2 separate regions of the Hordeum vulgare genome follow, and region 1 is linked to region 2. A link is a contact called in public Hi-C data. All regions are on one chromosome and are shown on one strand. Each heading gives the region's core, a stretch centred on a gene start, on an enhancer-like site or on the middle of the called end of the contact. The rest is flanking DNA. Distances are from core to core; before and after follow the strand shown. Region 1 holds the start of LOC123407021 (EIN3-binding F-box protein 1-like). Region 2 has its middle 100 kb from the start of LOC123407021.

What was found. A called contact is a pair of places that touch in the nucleus more often than the background predicts.
Region 1: a Hi-C map of seedling shows a contact between it and region 2, with 3 times the contacts expected there. The contact joins the promoter of LOC123407021 here to the enhancer-like site in region 2. A contact is called at or near these places in 3 of 6 Hi-C or Micro-C datasets (leaf and seedling) and 1 of 1 datasets of contacts at active chromatin or transcription factors (embryo).

Annotation. Positions count from the first base shown.
Region 1 is chr7H:527,905,013-527,909,597 of MorexV3_pseudomolecules_assembly, forward strand. It overlaps LOC123407021 (EIN3-binding F-box protein 1-like), which reads left to right and starts at 2,326. Exons shown (of 2, transcript XM_045100050.1): 1 at 2,326-2,718; 2 at 2,847-4,585. The coding sequence starts at 2,694.
Region 2 is chr7H:527,799,943-527,804,892 of MorexV3_pseudomolecules_assembly, forward strand. No RefSeq gene overlaps it. Among protein-coding and RNA genes, the nearest start is that of LOC123407021, 100 kb to the right of the region's middle. Within about 2 kb of position 2,194, at least 3 of the 3 cell types and tissues checked have open chromatin away from gene starts, as enhancers often do. A contact at or near this core is called in leaf and seedling, where this site is marked.

The sequences.
Region 1 (4,585 bases), core at 1,076-3,575, 110 kb after region 2:
AAAATGGATGGGGCAAGTGTTGGCTTGTTTTGAGTGCTCTCTATACGAATGAGAGGAAGGTGGATGTGTATATATAGGCATCTCCAAAAACCCAACCGTTACAACATTAGTGCCCAACTCAGTGGAACCGAAGCAGAAACTCGGTTACATCGACTAGTGCAAAATGTGGCAACTTTCGACGTTTCGGTGAGATCGATATATAAAAATCAATGAGTCCGATTTTGGCTAGTCTAGGCAGTTTCACAAACTCAGTGGCACCGATTTGCAAAACTTGAAAATTCTGATTTTTAGAAATGGATACCAGCAAGTTGGTCACTGATTTCGGTTGCATCGAAATGGAACTTGGTTTCACCGAGAGGCTAGGTTTTGTCTTCTGGATTTTGTCTAAGGAAAACTCGGTAGGGCTGAATGTGTAAACTCGGTGGCACCCAATTTAGGCTTTGAGATTTGGACATAATATATTTGTGGGAGAATTCATGATGGTTTTTGGTGGCCAACTCTAAGCACTTGAGCAACTAGATCATCATAGATACCTCATCTCCTTTTAATAATATTGGCTTTCCTATGGACTCAAATGTGATTCCTCACAGAATGCAAAATGTAGAGTCTTAAAGCTTGAAGCTTAGTCAATCATATTCTTCTCCTTCCTTGGGGTTTCTCCTCACATTCCAGCGAGCAATTTTTAGGACTAAATCTGAAACACTAGGTAGAATCATTAGTTCAAGAGATAATGTATGTTGTCATGAATTACCAAAACCTCCAAGGGAGAAGATGTGCTTTTAGTTCCCCTTAACATAGATCACGCTTAGGGCCTGTTTGGGATTGCTCTGCTCCTTAACATTCAGCTCTGCTCCAGAAAAGACAAGCCAAACGGGGTAGCTTCATGATATGCCGCTCCGCAAAAAAATTAGAATATGGGATAGAACTTCAAATTTTTTATGAAGCTCCTGAGAGGGTGCTCCAAAATACTCTAGAAGCTAGAGTTGGGGGGAAATTACCCACCACTGCCACCAGTAAGTGGATACCCCTTCGTTTCTCCCCCCTCAATCAATCAAATAGATTCTTTCCATCAGATTTTCTATTTTTGAAGCTGGAGCTAGATGGAAGCCAAACATTCTCTTAATAGTGCTATAGCTTTTGTATGAAATTGCTTCAAAGTGAATTTGATAAAGTGAAGCTGATTTTGATGAATTGAAGCAGTCCCAAACAAGCCCTTAGTTCCTTTCCATTTGCTTCGTTTCATTCGTTCGACGGATGGTCTGCCTGGTTTAATTGCTAATGGTCTTTTTAGCCTCGGGTAAGATTAATCTAGATGGTTAGATGTTTTAAGTGGATTTGATCGTAAGGCGTTTAGTGCTTTTGTGTATGTTTAGTGGGATGTACCTAAGAAAGAAAATGTTTACTCTTTTATATTTAGTAGAGATAGTAGAGATGTGGGAGGTGAGGTGAAAAAAACACCGCTAGATGTGACTTGATAAGATACAAAAAAATGATTTGTTATTTTTGTTGTATCAGAAAAGTTACGATTGTTGATTAATAGTAGAGATTAGTGCGCGGGATTAGCGGTTTGTTATTGAGAAATATATGATTTTGTTTTGAAGATTATTGACAAAAAAATATATCTATCTTTTAGGAAGGTGATCTTATATATATGATGTGATTTCACAATTCTTAGTTACCTAGTATTATTTAAGATATTGAATTGAATCAACATCTGCCAAATCAAGTACGAAACAAGATCTCCCTCTTTAACAAGATTTGGTTTTAAATGAGAGGGAGAAAATCCAGTGAAAGGGGATGGTGGGAGTTGAGGCAAAAATAAACCAGTATGAGAGGATTATGGGAGGTGAGGCGGGAAAAACTCCGTGAAAATGAAGCTATCAAGTCACCTTTAAATATAAAGATGAAATGTATATAATTATGCATAAAAAATATAAATTTTTGATTATTTTTTAAAGACGAAGACAAAAGCTTTGGAGTACTCTCTCCGTTCCTAAATACAAGTTTTTTTTAAAGGTTTCACTAATAGACTAAATACGGATGTATATAGACATACTTTAGAGTGTACATTCAATCATTTTGTTCTGTATATAAATTCTAACTAAATCGTTTAAAAAAACTTATATTTAAGAACGAAGGGAGTAGAATGCATGCATGCGTACCATACATGTCCTCAAAACGTTGAAACCGCAACTCCATCTAGTCTAGTCCACAAACCCGGTTCATGTTTCCAAAGCGTTTGAAATTCGAAACGAGAAGGCCCCCAAAACTCCAAACCAGCATCTTCCACAGCCCGAGAGAGAGAGAGAGAGAAAAAAGCAGCACCAACCCCTGTGGCTGTGGCTGCGCGGACGCGCCAGCGGAGTGAGGAGGGAGGTGCATGCATGCACGCGCATCACAGCGGCGGTACAGTGTACACCCCCCTTGACCCTCCCCGGCGACGAGATTCATTGAATCCCAGCAAATCTTCATCACAAGTTGCGCCAGCAACTGGACCGGATTCCCCGCCCGCACCATCCACATAAGAACCGCTGCCCTCCTTCCTTCCCCCAACCCACCACCACCCCACCTCCACCCCACCCCACCGCTCCTCCTCCTCCTCCCCCTATTTTTTCCCTTCGACAGGGTTCGTTCGCTCGTTCGCTCGCTCTTCGATCCCTTCTTCGCAGCAGCTCTTCGATCTCTTCCTCGCCATGCCTCCCTTCCACGATTGCCGCGGTAAGCAAGGGCCCCGAACTGAATTCTAGATCGACCGCCTGTTCGTGCGGCGTTTCGTTCGCCGGAGATCTGGAGGAGTTTTCTGGTCCGGCGTGCTGAATTTTCTGTGCGTTTGTTTGTTTGTGTAGATGGCGGTCTGCTTGTCCTGGACCCGGCGGCGGCCGCGGCGGCTATGTTCGGCGGCGTGCGGCATCGGAAGCGCGCGCGCGTCACGGCCGTGCACCCCCGCGTCTTCGCCGCTGCGGAGGAGGCGCTCCGGGCGGCGCCGGCGGCCAAGAGGCAGAGGCTGAGGGAGGCGCCGACCCTCGACGCGCTCCCGGACGGGTGCCTCTTCGAGGTCCTGCGCCGCGTGCAGGGCGCCCGCGCGCGGGGCGCCTCCTCCTGCGTCTCCCGCCGCTGGCTCGCGCTGCTCGGCGGCATCCGCGCCTCCGAGATCAAGCGGGCCCAGGCCCCCGCCGTGCCGGACCTCAACCAGGTCTTCGTCTGCGAGGACGAGGACCAGGACGGGGCCGAGGCAGCCTCCGCTCGCCCGGGCCGCTCCGAGAGGACCCTCGAGGGCGAGGCCGCCACGGACGTCGCCCTAACCGCGGCGGCCGTCGCCGACGGCCTCCGCGGCAGCCTGGAGAGCGTCCTTGTCCGTGGGAGCCACCCGACGCGCGGCGTCACCGACAGCGGCATCTCCGCGGTCGCCCGTGGGTGCCCCTCGCTCCGCTCGCTCGCCTTGTGGGACGTGCCGCTTGTGACGGACGCCGGGCTCGCTGAGATCGCCGCCGGCTGCCCCTCGCTCGAGAAGCTCGACATCACCGGCTGCCCGCTGGTCACCGACAAGGGCCTCGTCGCCGTCGCTCAGGGCTGCCCGGATTTGAAGACGCTCACCATTGAATCATGCTCTGGCGTTGCCAATGAAGGACTCAAGGCCGTCGGCAGGTGCTGCTCCAAGCTGCAGGCGGTGAACATCAAGAACTGTGCGTATGTTGGTGACCAGGGAGTGTCTGGTCTCATCTGCTCCGCGACAGCCTCGCTTGCCAAGGTCTGCCTTCAGGGTTTGAGCATCACTGATGCTTCTCTTGCCGTGATTGGGTACTACGGAAAGGCGATCACAAACCTCACCCTCACTCGCCTGTCATCGGTCGGCGAGAGGGGTTTTTGGGTGATGGCAAACGCCCTTGGCCTGCAGAAGCTCAGATGTATGAGCATCACCTCCTGCCCAGGAGTCACCGAGCTGGCACTTGTTTCCATTGCCAAGTTCTGTCCGAGCTTGAAGCAGCTTTACCTCAGGAAGTGCAGCCAAATCTCGGATGGTCTTCTCAAGGATTTCGCAGAAGCAGCCAAGGTTCTGGAGAATTTGCAGATTGAGGAATGCAACAGGGTTACTCTCACGGGCATCCTTTCTTTCCTCCTGAACTGCAGCCCAAAGTTCAAGGCTCTCTCTTTGGTTAAGTGTACTGGTATCAAGGACATTTGCTCTGCACCTGCACAGCTCCCCGTTTGCAAATCACTTCGGTCCCTTACCATCAAGCAGTGCCCCGGATTCACAGACTCGAGCTTGGCCGTGGTTGGCATGATCTGCCCTCATCTGGAGAATCTTGACCTGAGCGGTCTTGGTGCCGTCACCGACGATGGCCTCCTTCCATTGATCAGGAGTTCCGAAAGTGGGCTGGTTCATGTCGACTTGAATGGTTGCGAGAATCTCACAGATGCAGCTATTTCCGCCCTGGTGAAGGCGCACGGCACTTCTCTTGCACATCTGAGCCTTGAGGGCTGCAGTAAGATAACTGATGCAAGTCTGTTTGCCATTTCCGAGAGTTGCTCCGAGCTCGCCGAGCTTGATCTTTCAAACTGCATGGTCAGCGACTATGGTGTTGCG
Region 2 (4,950 bases), core at 944-3,443:
GCAAAGAAAGCAAAAGAAGAGATAAAGAGTCACCCTCGGCTGTTGTACTTGTATTACCAAAAATACATGTAGTCCCTTGAAAACATATCCATGGTGCGTACGTTCAGTTCACCAGGACACGGCCACGCTGTGGTCATGGTCTCGAGTCTAGAAATTTGCCTGAAAGCCGCTTCAAAAGTGGTCTTTCTGAGCAATTTGCAGACAGAATGGGATTGATGATGCATTAAATTTTGTCTTGTACATCAACTGGCTCCTTAATTGGTCATGAATTCATCATGACACAGTACGACAGTAGGTGCTGCTAATCTAGAACTGGATTCAGCTCCCCGGAAGATGCATCATGGGAAAAAGATTGAAGGACCAAGTGGACAATGTGAGTTGCGACGTGCGACCTGCATTCCTCCGTGCTCAGCAGCTTTCTCGAAGGATATGCACCTCCAATAATGTTGCCATTTCAAACCATTTTTACAGAAGTCGTAAATTACTCCATGCATTGCCAGTTTCGTCTTTGAACCGCCCACATATAGTCTAGCTCAACGCAGAAGAGGAAACCAAGTTGTCTCGTACGTTGCCGGCAACGACCGATCGATCGATGGCGACCTGTTTGTACTTGGACGAAGAAAAGGTTTAGCGAAATGGACACGCTCTAGAACTCTGCCGAGCCAAAAGAAGAGAACGCACACGGCAGAAACAGACGAAAAGCTCTGCAAGTGGCTAAATTTCATGTTTTAACCTTTTAAAACAAGTTGATCAATATTTGATCCTCGTTTATAAAAAAATTGAGATCGGCTCCGTTTCCTATTACTGATGACTGTAGGATATGATATTGAATTCATGCTTCAGTTAACTTATTCAAAAGTCCGAATTGATGAAGAGAGACGGGGAATATATTTCAACACTCCCCCTTACGTAGGTTATTTTAGTCCTTAGACGTGGGATCGATGTAGACCGTAGAATCATTTATTTTTAAAACTACGTTGGCATGGTCTTGAACTGAAGACCTTTTGGATTTGATACCATATTGAATTCATGCTTCAGCCAACTCATTTAAAATTCTGAACTGGTGGAGGGAAGCGGACAATATATTTCAACATATAACAACCTACCGTCAAGGTCTTTGCGGTAGGATTGCATGCCCTACCGTAAACATTGCTAAGTTCCAGACGCAGTGCGTGTACGCATCCTATCCTACGTACCTTGGCGATAGGGTTGCGTATGCTACCGCCAGCACCTGTGAGGATAAGGATGAATTGCGATGACGTGATCCCTTTTCATATCATCAGATATCTTGGCAGTAAGTTGTTATATTCTACCGTCATGAACACCAACGATAGAAAAAGAGTCAGATTTTAATTTTTTTATAAACAAGGGTTAAATTTTGATTAATTATTCTAAAAAAACAAAACATGAAATTTCGCCTCTGCAGGTTCGTGCGCCGGGCGGCGGGCAGGCGGGACGTCGTCGGGTCGCATACGCACGTACATCAGAGTGCAGTGCGACCATGAATGGATAATTGTTTTCTAAGTTGAGGGCATATTAAAGCATCTCCAATAGATAGCGCGGCAGTGCGGCGCTTTAAATTTTATTTACAACGTTGAAATAAGGTTTTTTTTATCCAACAAATTCATAAAAACACGGCGTCCAATCTTAAAGTCCCACTTGCAGCGTTCAGCGTAGGCAATCCGGTGCCCCAATACCGGATGCACCGTCGACGTTGATTTTTATGCATGCTCTATTTTAAAGCTTCTGCTAAAGGGTTGTTTTTCGTCTCGACACAAAAAAAAAGGACCGAACAGTTTTTGAATGTCTGTTAAAGATGCTAGGTTGCATGCATAATCATGCATGTATGGATGCATGCGTTAACTGCTAGGCCTCTATGACAGCCAGTTTTTTTATGCCTGGTGGAGATGCTCTTAGAGGTTGCATGCATAATCACGCATGAACTGCAAGGCCTCTATGACAGCCCACCCTACTTCTTTCCTCCATCATCTAGATGTATCAATCCATGGATTCAGCTCACCAGGGCGTCGTCATCATACATGCTCACCTGGTGCACGCAGGGTAGCAGCAACCTGATTTTCCCTTTGTTAACTGCAACTGTCTGCAGGTGTTTTGGCTGGCCAGCTTGCACGCCAGAGCCGACCTCGAGATACAGCTAACATTTCCTTGTGTTGGGACTCTCGACCGATCGATGAATCAAGTGGGTCATGGACCAGGAATCTAACCACGAACCGCAAAGGGCCTGCTGCATGCAAGCATGCTCCATGATTGCGAAGCTGCAAGTTGCGTGCCCTCTCGATGCTTTTGTATGGTGGCATATAGTCATGTGATTTCTTTGTTTTTAGATAATGGAAGAGAATCTATCTCTGCATTCCCTCAAAGATAAAACACTGATATAGTAGAATATGGTATGTATTAATGTATATATGATTGATCTCATCATGCTGGTTGGTACTGTTCAAAACTGGACTATAGATATTGTTTTTGCCATGAAAAGCTTCTTACCATATACGGCGGGAATATATTTTCGAGACAGAGGGCCTTGGCATTGGGAAAAAAAATTCAAATACCACGGTAGTTCATAATCCCATATGGCGCTACATTCATGCAACTTACTCCCTCCGTTCCTAATTATAAGTCTTTCTAGACATTCTACTAGAAAACTAAATACGGATGTATATAGACATACTTTAGAGTATAGATTCATTCATTTTATTGCGTATGTAGTCATCTAATGAAATCTCTTAAAAGACTTATATTTAGAAACGGAGGGAGTACTTTCCATGTTCCTAAATATAATTTTATTAAAGATATATTAATATAAACTACATACAGAATAGAATAAATATATCTATATTTTAAAATATGTTCATATATACCTATATGTAATTTTGGTTGAAACTAGCTTAATGCCCGTGCGTTGCCACGAAACACTAAAATTAGACACACGCATTGATCAAACATAGCTCCACATGGCACTCCGGACCCGATGATTTTTCCGGTGAGGCTCCCACTAAATATAGAAGTTGCCGATGCGTTCATAGAAGACAAAATATATTAAAATAAATAAATTAGATCAAAGTGTATTTAAATATAGTAAACACACATGACAGGCACGACAATAGTGAATGTTTTGTAATAAACATCACTCTGTTATGTTTCTCCATTTTCCTCTTGAAGAATCATCATCACCCGACTCTTTTAGGCTGGTTCGTTGAGCCACAAGAGCGTCAATATTAATAAGCATGGTTGTTGGATGCTTCCAAATGCGGCGGGTTTGGCCACCCTGCTGTCGTGGCAAACGATCCTATGGCTTGCTTCGGTGCTATCGGCGAGTAGGTCATGGTCGTCTCAGCCTTTCAGCGCAGTTTTGCGGACCATGCAACTAACCTGCGCATGACATGCAAGCCGGATGAACCCTGCTACATATTAATCTTCTTTGGATGGGTGTGGGTGACAACCTTGCTGATGATTACATAAAAATAATAAAGGGGAAGATACAAGCTTCTCTTCCTCTCTCACACTATGTGCCATCATTGTGGCCACACTTTTTCATATTGCTAAATGCGCAAACATAACTTAGAAAATCCGTTAATGAGTATAGGTTCATAATTAGATCCAGTTTCCGCACTGGAATAGATGAGCATATAAGATAATCATTAGATAAAACAATTCAATTCTTATAATTGGAATATTTCATATCAATACAAAAAACATGCTCTAAAAATTAAATCATAGCGGTTCAAGGCCTTCCCAATCAAACATGCGAGTGAACCAGAATGCTATTGTATTGACCAAAAGATTGTCCAATTTAAAATTTATAAATCAAAACCAAAAGGTAGTAACTTCATGGGTTGTTTATCTATGATCACATAAATATCTCAACAGCAACTGAAAAGAAGTCACCCTAAACTTCTAACCATATGTATACCGGGTGGACATCTTCGCTTCGTGCAAATCTTTCAGTCTTTTTGTGTCCATCACAACTTCTTCGGTTTTTCGCTGCAAAACCTACATGGAGCAGGCTGCCATAAATATCTTTAAGCCTCCATCGAGAAAAGAAGCACCTTCTAGGCTGATTTGATTGATTCAAGCTCCACTCAAATCCTAAACAAAATCACATGGTTTATAAAATTGTAGAGTAGTAGAAGCATCTTATTAGTACTGAATGTGACAAATGAAAAGAACTAAGATGCCATACCATGAAAGAAAGGCATAGTATTTTGCAGTGCAATTGTTTCAGTGATCCTCAAGATAATAAATATGGTCTGTGAAGATTTATTGCAACCCTGCAAGTAAAATAGAGCAACATCAGTTAGCTACAAAGGATATAATCTGATAAGAGGTCTAACATTACTTAAGTAATTCATTTACATGTAATAGAATGAAAGCAAAAGTCTGATTGGGATTTCCAAGCAAGCAAACAAAATATCTGAATATGGTACAATTTATAGTAAATACTTTGTTGTGTTGTTTTCTGTTTTTGGAAGATCCCATGGATAAAGAATCATCTCCAATTTCTTGTTCATGTGCTTCAAGATCCACATAAATTATGAATAAAATCATATCTCACACAATTGAGAAATAAAGGGAGGACAATATTTTCACCTTGGCTTGAACAGTCAAACTAGTCGCGGTGACAACACCCATGTAGAGAAGCACATTTGGACAGTGAGGGGTGTCTTCACCTGGCGCTTGAATCGATATGTCCATGTAGGCACCATTTAGGGAGAAAAGCACCCGGGGAGGTCGATGGCGAGCAAGATCATGGCGGCAGCGAACAAGAGGGGGTCTGGGTCCTCCACGCCCAGCACCGCATGGCTGGCGAGCCCCGTAGCTGGAGCGTCGTCGTCCTCGCGCCTCCCACCCTTCCCCTTCCTCTCCTCGCTCTCCTCACGCCCAGCTCGACCGCGACCCCGCGTGTTGGCATCTCCGCCTCGACCAATCGAG